Regions from separate parts of the Sus scrofa genome. Here all the other regions are linked to region 2. The links are chromatin contacts, called in public HiChIP or PLAC-seq maps. All regions are on one chromosome and are shown on one strand. The core of a region is the stretch at or near the end of the contact, and the rest is flanking DNA. Distances in the headings are between cores, read along the strand shown. Region 1 holds the start of CYTH1 (cytohesin-1). Region 2 holds the start of LGALS3BP (galectin-3-binding protein). Region 3 overlaps CYTH1 (cytohesin-1).

The links. HiChIP or PLAC-seq counts read pairs in DNA pulled down with a chosen protein or histone mark.
Region 1: an H3K27ac HiChIP or PLAC-seq map of alveolar macrophages shows a contact between it and region 2. The contact joins the promoter of CYTH1 here to the promoter of LGALS3BP in region 2. A contact is called at or near these places in 1 of 47 Hi-C or Micro-C datasets (fetal heart ventricle) and 1 of 2 datasets of contacts at active chromatin or transcription factors (alveolar macrophages).
Region 3: an H3K27ac HiChIP or PLAC-seq map of alveolar macrophages shows a contact between it and region 2. The contact joins the enhancer-like site here to the promoter of LGALS3BP in region 2. A contact is called at or near these places in 1 of 5 promoter capture datasets (skeletal muscle), 9 of 47 Hi-C or Micro-C datasets (embryonic fibroblasts, epiblast stem cells, fetal heart ventricle and 6 more) and 2 of 2 datasets of contacts at active chromatin or transcription factors (alveolar macrophages and skeletal muscle).

What each region holds. Positions count from the first base shown.
Region 1 is chr12:3,354,902-3,357,601 of Sscrofa11.1, reverse strand. It overlaps CYTH1 (cytohesin-1), which reads right to left and starts at 1,337. Exons shown (of 13, transcript XM_013989851.2): 1 at 1,217-1,337. The coding sequence starts at 1,238.
Region 2 is chr12:3,211,160-3,213,859 of Sscrofa11.1, reverse strand. It overlaps LGALS3BP (galectin-3-binding protein), which reads right to left and starts at 1,425. Exons shown (of 7, transcript XM_021066516.1): 1 at 1,273-1,425.
Region 3 is chr12:3,378,175-3,380,874 of Sscrofa11.1, reverse strand. The region is part of intron 1 of CYTH1 (cytohesin-1); the gene reads right to left. Among named protein-coding and RNA genes, the nearest start is that of CYTH1, 23 kb to the right of the region's middle. Within about 2 kb of position 1,289, at least 23 of the 83 cell types and tissues checked have an H3K27ac peak or open chromatin away from gene starts, as enhancers often do. A contact at or near this core is called in alveolar macrophages, embryonic fibroblasts, mesenteric adipose tissue and 2 more, where this site is marked.

The DNA.
Region 1 (2,700 bases), core at 88-2,587, 140 kb before region 2:
AAGCAGGACTGGGTTCCATTTAGCCTCATAAGCGTTTCAAACTCTGCCACTAAACGACAAAAGTTCACCACTCCTTCTATAGGCCACTCTTTAATTTCCTATAAACAAAATGGTCAGTGACTTAACTAAAGCATCTCACGGAACCTGCAGCACCCCACGATCTGGAGCTATTTGCGGGAGGAATGCCCTGCCGCTGGCCAAGAGCTTCCAGGGTAAGCTTAGCTGGAGGAGGATTTGCAAAATGGTAGTTTTGTCAAGTTTTCTCTGTGTTGTGTGATTACGATGCCGCGTCTCTGTGCGCAGACAAGAAAGCAAACTTGGGTTACTCCGCGCCCGTCGGGCTTCCCCGGCAGGAGTTTCGTACCAGCAGCCAGTTCACACGCAACAGCGGTCAGCGATCGGGGGTGGCCGGGGTCCTGGCCCCGACGGCACCCTCAAGTCGCAGCCTGCCCACTACGGGTTCGCTGGCTCTGTTTTCTCATTTTCGCTCTGAACAAAGACCTGGACCGGGGCACACAACTTGCGAACACCGAAAGGGCCGGAAACTACGGAGAACGCGCCCGCGGGGACTCGAGCGATCGCTGAGGCCCGCGGTGGGGCTGCAGGACGGCCGGGCCCGCGCCGGATAGCGGCCCGCGACCCCCGCCGAGACCCCGGCCCCGAGACCCCCGCCCCGAGATCCTCGCTCTGCGAACCCAGCCCGAGACCCCGGCCCCGCGACCCTCGCTCTGCGAACGCAGCCCGAGACCCCCGCCGCGAGATCCTCGCCCCGGCGACCCTCGCCCCCGGGACCCAGACCCAGTGACCCTCGCCCCAGAGACCCCGGGCCCTAAGACCCACGTCCCAGAGACCGGAGGCCGGAGATCCCCGCCTCGCCAGCATCGGCCCGAAGATCCCCACCCTGGACACTCGGGCCCTGAGACCCCGGTCCACGACCACGGCCCCAGAGACCCCAGCCCGGCGACCCCCGGCGCCCGCCCTGGAGACCCGGACATTGCGACGCCGGCCCCTCAGCGTCCCTCAGCCCTCCGCCTCCGGGCCACCGCGGACCCCTGCCCTGCGGAGGCCACCGCCCGGCCCTGCTGCCCCGGGCTCCCGTCCGGCACCACCGTCCCCGGGAAACGCGAGCCGCCAGAGGCGCGGCCGGGCGCCGGGCCGGAGAAGAGAGGAAGCGAGAAAGAGGGCGTCTGCCGGTCGGGCCACGGGCCATACTGACCGTAGCTGTCGTCTTCGTCCATGGTGCCGGGGCCGAGCTCCACGCCCGGTTCGCCGCTCGCCCCTGGTCCCGTCGCTCCCGGCCCCACTAGCCCAGCCCGCCTCGGAGCCCCGCCCCCGGCCCCGCGCCCGCCGCCCGCCCCTCGCCTCCCGCGGGGCGCCCCGCCTGCCGCCTGCGCGCGCGCACACACACACTCCCCTGCACGCGGCCGCTTCCCGGCCGGCGCCTGCGCACGCGCGCCCGCCCAGGCCCCGCCCCCGGGTCCGCAGGCCCGCCCCCGCCGTTCGCGCGCGCGCCGCCGGGGCTGCCGGGGCTGCGTCCTCTAGAGCGCCCGCTCCTGCGTAGGCTCGCCCACCCAGGCCCCGCCCCCGGCGCGCCCCTTGGCCAGAGGCCCCGCCCCGACCACGCCCCAGCCCCAGCCCCGCCCCGGCCGCCTCCGGAGGCCCCGCAGGTTTCGGCTTTCGCAAGGGCAGAGCTGGCCCCAGCGACACAACCCAAGCCAGGCCGCCCACAAAGGCCCAAGGTCGTGTCCGGCCACTGAAGGGCAGGGTGGCCCTCGCTGACGTCAGCTTCGCAGGTCAGGCCCGCCCAGATTGCCAGAGGAGCCTGGCCCTTGGCCAAAGACCAGAATATTTGAATTCACTATTACTGTGGTCTGAATCTTAGTACTGTGACTGTCATGAGATCCCAGTCTCATACTTTCTTTTACTTGTCTTTATTTACCAGATCTAGTTTCAAAGGGAAGCACCTCGTCTCTGAGCCATGAAGGCTTTCGGAGACCTTGATTCCTGTGCCTCTTAAATTCACGAGTTTCTAGACTGTTCCCTGCATGTTTCATTTGCCTGCACTTTGCAGACCAGTCCCCTCCCACCAGTAAACTGAGCTGCCCCCCTTTGCTGAGCATGGGCCTGAGCTCTGCACCTGGGGGTGGGGACCTCTGCAATTTTTAATTTAGAAAAGTGAAGAAAAACGCCATTTTTCCAGCCACTCCCAGTTGCAGTCACTCTTCCTTGGTTTGGTGTTACCCATAAAAATTACAAGTGCCTCAGCTGGAAGGGACATCAAAATCACTCATCGCACAGGGAGGTCCAGGCTCCTCCTGGTGTGCACAGCTCTGGACACGCAGCATGACGTGCTGCACCCCGGAGCTGCTGGAGGAAAGCACAACCCAAATCCCCAGAAATGTCCCTTAAAGGTCACAAGACCTGGATTGCAATACCTGTCTCAGCAGCCTGTTTCCTTACTGGCCAGACAGCCCTAAAATATGCCTCCCAGGAGACAACAAAGAAAAGTAATTCCTCTCATGCAGAAGGAATAAATGAATGAGGAAACTTTCTGCATCTGCTTCCTATTTGCCTTATGACCTGGGCAAACAGCTCGACTCCCCGGACCTGTTTCCCACTCCTAGAACACAGCCTCTGCCTGTAAAATCCGGGCTTCTGCCCAATATTGATCTCCGAAGTGACAGATCTGTCACCGTGCAC
Region 2 (2,700 bases), core at 176-2,675:
GGACCCCTCACTTTGTCTGAGGGGTGGTCTCTTGAGGACTCGCCCAGACGAAGAGGGAGGCTCTCGGGTAGTGAAAGCCAGGCCCTGGCCATGGTCGTCGGGGGCAAGGGGGTGGAGGCCAGGCGTGCGGGGCCCAGATTGGGAGGGTCCGGGGAGCCCTCTGCAGGGTGGGGCTCTAACTTCAGGCCATGGACCTTTACAGGAGTGCCCTGAGATCTGCAGCAAAGAACATTCTGGGGCTTCTGGGCCCCATGAGCTGTGGAAGGGAGGGGGCGGGGCAGGCAGAGGGATGCAGGAGGAGAAGGCCACAGAAACGGGGTGGGAGTGGAGGGCCGGGCAGCCGTGAGAGATGCTGGCCTGGGGGTCTGGAGGAAAGGGGACAGGGCTGAGGTTCGAGGGGGAGGCTGAGGGGAGGGAGCAAGATGAGCAGACAGGCTGGGCCCGCTCAGTGTGGTCCTGGCACAGCCACCTCTGAAGGCAGTGTCCCCAAGCAGCAGAGGCTCAGAGAGGTTAGAGACCACCAGGGCCACACAGGCAGCCCTGCTTGGACTTCCTGCCTCCATGTAACTCTCGCTGCTTTGCTTTTCCGGGTCCCCCATGCTGCCCTTCACCTGCCTTCCTCCCCCAGTGGCTGCACACAGGGGTGGGCCGGGGTGTCACTACCACTCTGGTTCAGTAAGAACCCTGGGACCCCCACACCACCCCAGGGTCCAGCAAGCAGGGGTGAGACCGCTTGCTGTTGTGGGTGCCCGTCAAGCCAGGGCCTGGTGACCCTGAGGTGGCGCCCTGGGCCTGCATGAACCAGACTCCCAGGGGCTCCCAGCACAGGGGCTCCCAGCATCCCTGGGCCAAGACTGCTCACAGGGGACTAGCCTGACCCTGAGAAATGGAGCCATTCAGGCACTTGGCATACGGCATGCAAATGTTACCACAGCCTTTCGGGTGGCCATGGCCACCCATTTTTGCCTAACTTGTTTGGGAAGTGGGACCCTGGCCCCCATTGGTGCCCTTGTGCTCTTCCTTTGGACAGGTTTAGCCTGGGCTGGAGCGCGCAAATCTGAGAGAGCACCCGGCCTGAATTCTGAGCCTGCCCGCCCCTTTGGGTGGTGTCCTTGTGCAGCGAACCGCCTGCCCAAACTGTACACAGAAATCCTTTTGGACATGGGAGCAGCAGTGATGGTGCCTGGGTTCAGGAGGAGCACCAGATCCCCAGCTGGGCATGAACAGGGACGGAGAGGGACACCCACCTGAGAGCAAGAGGCACGAGCTTACCTCCCCGGGGCAACTACTGATGGCTTCGCAGGATCCCTCTGCAGACCGACCATCAACCTGGAAAACCCTCCCAGGACTGAGCTTGGTTGGGCTGGTCCTAGGAAAGGCTTCAGAGAGCTCAGTTTAGTTTCAATTTCTAGAAAACCACCTGACACTGCTCTCTTCTGGGGTTGGCTGCTGCCAAGGCTCCCTGGCCGCCCCCTCAGCCCTGAGCGAGGGGTGGGGAGGGGGAGAAGGTGGGGGTGGCTGCCTCCCAGGGCCTAAGTCTGCATCCGGGCTGATTCTGCAGCCGGGCTGATTCTGCAGCCGGAGCAGGGTGGCTGCCAGCCACATTTGTATTTCAACCGTCTTCCTCCCGGGCTGGAGGGGCGCCAGGGGCGGGCGCTGGGGCGGGGCCACCGCTCTGAGCCACTTCCTGGGTCTCAGGCAAAGCCAGCAGTGGGGACACTGCCTCGGGGCTGCTCGAGTACTGTCCCCCCTGCTCTGAGCACTTGACACGCCTGACCCAACTGGCTCACTCCGGTGGGGCGGGCGGAACCTCTGGAGGGAGGTGAGTTGTCCTGTCGCCTCGCCCCCACGCCCTTTCCTTTCCAGAGAGCCAGTGCCGTGGCTCTCTGGGCACGCACCCTCGTCTCACCCCAGCTTGGGCAGCTCTCCTGGGCCGGACCTGGGCCCTGTGGGTCGGAGCGGATGGTGTCAGGGAGGCGTCGCGATCCCAGCCGGCCGGGGGTCAGCTTCAGACTCCTGGAGCAGGACCCTGTTGGGAGCAGGTGGCCTGGAGCTCCTGATGCCTGTGGTGGCCCAGACCCTGCTGAGGACATCCCAGCTGAGGATGGGCGAGGGCAGGCTGACAGATGGAGGACCCGAGGTCCTGATGCCATGGCGTGAGCCCCTGAGACCAGCTGGCCTGAAATTGAGGCCAAGCCCAGGCTGCAAGGCTAAGTGAGGCCATCAACACCCTCTTGCTGTCACCTGCACCCCAAGGCTTGGGACGAGGGTGACCCCCTTGGATGTCCCAATGCCCGTGGACCTGGCCTGCATGTGGGGATCACCCAGGCGTTTCACAAACTCCTGACGCCCAGACCTGTGATGCCTCAGTCCTTGGGGTGGGAGGGCACTGCCGTTAAAGCCCGCGGGTGGCTCCAACATGCAGCCAGGATTGAGAACCACTGCGGAGGCAGTTTGCCCAGCCACCAGGCCAACCATTCAATGAGTGCCCAAGAGGAGAGGAGCCCACCTCGTCCCCGCCAGAGAAGCTGAAGATCCGTGGCGGGGGTGGGGAGCAGCAGAAACAGAAGCGGCAGGAGAGCCTGGGGAGTCCTGACACCCCGCCCAGCTTCAGGAGCCTCGGTGCTGGGGACAGACATGCCAGCACTGTCACGTCTCCTAGCCTCCACTGGTTCCTGCCCCAGAAAGGGGCCATCAAGC
Region 3 (2,700 bases), core at 40-2,539, 170 kb before region 2:
AGGCAGAATTTGTCTTGATATACAAACCACACAGTTCACACTCTTAAAAAGTGTACAATTCAGTGGTTTGCAGTACACTCACAAAGTTACCTATTCATCATCCTCAGAAGATCCCCACCCCGCCCCCAGGAGCAGTCACTCTTCCTGCCTCCAGGCCAAGCCGCCGGCAGACCCCAAGCCTGTGCATCTGCCCACGGACCCTGCATGGCCTTCAGCCTCGGGTCCTTTCCCTCAGCACGGTGTTTTCGGGGTTCAAGGCACGTCGCACGCACCCCACTTCGTTCCTCTCCAAGGTGGAAGAACACTCTACCACGGGGCCGCACCCCATCCCGTCCATTCCCTCATCAGTTGACAGACCCTTGACTTCTGAGAGGAACGCGGTTACAAGCAAGCGTGGAAACTCTTATGTGGCGCATGGTCTCTTAGGCTATGCATGTGCATCACTGTGACAAAATAAATTTTAAGGTCGTTTTCCTTTTCCTACCTACCCCTCAGAGTCCAGCTCCAGAAACACACATTCCCCCCCTCCCGCCTCCGCCACCCCCCCCTCCCCCTCACTGTCACCCATCGCGCCCCCTGTACCGGAAACAAACTCGGACTTGTGGTAAGTTTCCCCTCTAAAGAGTTTATGATTCTATGAACCAGGACTCCCCTTCTCAAAGACGAAGAGTGTCTGCTAAAAAAGCTTTCTACGCTTTTAGGTAATCACAGGACAACCACATTAGCTGTCCCCTCGGCTCCGTACAAATTCTCACCACCCACTGAATGATCAAGGCTGGTTTCAACACTGTCCTGAGTCAAAAGGGACATGTTTAAGGATCAAACATGCCCAACAGCTCTGCAGGGGACGGTGGTGGCTAAGCCATCAGGAAAGCTCATTCTTTAACGGGATTAAAGTAATGCATCACAAGCACCAGCCATTTATGAAAAACTCAACTGATATTTCCAGCTACGATCTTTCTGGAACTTTTACTACTTAGGAGAATACAAGACTAATGGGGCGGCGGGGTGACCACATCGCCACATTGGGTGTTCTGTGCACTTCGAAACCAAATTCAATGAACAACTTTTAGAAATAATGGCCAGCCTTCAATAAACATGCGAACAGCTGACATCAGGGCTCGGGCTGTGAGCGTGTTCACGCAGGCGCAGGGAAGGAGGGGGCTGGGGAGCACGGGCACCTGCCTGCTCGCCCCCTTCTGCCGTGGGCCTCTGCTCTGATGCACAAGCACGGCTTCTCCCCTTCCTGTCTGCTCTGCTCCCTCTCTGCCTGACTAATTCTACGTCACCCCCTTTCTCTGCAAAACCACAAGACCAACGTTACAAAATCGGGGCACTCCACCCATCCTTTTACTCAGCTCGGAGAGCGAACCGAACACGTGGCAAGGAGCCAGGGCCCAGGAGCTGAAGCCGCCGCCACGCCCGCGGGAGGGGGGCGCAGACCAGAGGAGGCGGGAAGGCAGTGAGCACCCCGTGGGCGCCAGGTCCAAACTGCTTCTGGGTACCTGCCACTGATTTTAAAAACAAACTTAGCGGAAACCATGGTTTGGTCTAAAATCAAATCTCATTTAGAAGGCGTCAGTAAAATACAAGACAAATAAGAAAACTCTAAGGATCTATGTTTCAAAGGGTGTTTCTTCAAGATTTTCTCCAAGCTCGTACTTAAACTATTGTTCAGATGTATATTTTCCCTTAAAAAAACACCTCCCTTTCAGTCTCAAAACTATTCCTACCAAGTTCGGAGGCAGGTCTCAGTTTACAGAAGCCACCATCACGCAAAGAACCCCACATGCTCCCACCATACCATGAAATCCTTCTCGGCTCCCCACTCTGGGTCTGAGAAGGGACAGCTAGTCAGGTGCCCGGGGAGGGGGGCATGGGCTTCGGGGACACAGCGTGGCCCCCACGGGAGCGATGCCACGGCTCTGCTCAGGCAGCAGCAGCAGAGGTGGAGGAAAGCAGGGGCTTCAGGAGAGCGCGGAGGCAGAAAGGACGGCACTACTAACGCCTGGATGGGGACACGAGAGGAACGGAGGAATCCGGGTTTCCTCCCAACATGTGACCGCACGTCACGTGGGTGGACCTGCTGTCTCCCAGGATGGGCACGGCTGGGGCTCCACCGTGCCTAGCTGAGCGTGAGGCCCCCTGCAGATGTCCGTGGGGATGACGAGTGAAGCAGGGAGCCATCCAGGCCTAAGGCGTCAGGGGAGGAAGAGGGCTAGAGACACAGCGGGTCCTCATAAGTCAGGAAGTTATCCGGCCAGAAAGTCGCTGCTGACCGTGAACCGCCCGACGCGGAACCAGCATTCCCAGGGGAAATGCAGGACGAGGTTCCTGAGAGCCCCCGATCCCTTCTTATCAAAGGATCAACCCATAAGCTGGTTTCACGTGTGTCTCTGTCTCGGGTCACCCCACTGGCGCTGAACTCGCGCCTGCAGGAGGCCCGTCTATCACGCGCGTGCTCGGCAGGGCGCACCACGGCCTTCTAGCACTTGGGAACGCCCGGCACTTCAGCACTTACTTGGGGCCATTTTATTTATTTATTTATTCATTTATTTTGTCTTTTTGCTTTTTCTAGGGCCGCTCCCGCGGCACATGGAGGTTCCCAGACTAGGGGTCCAATTGGAGCTATAGCCGCTGGCCTACGCCAGAGCCACAGCAATGCGGGATCCGAGCCATGTCTGCAACCTACACCATGGC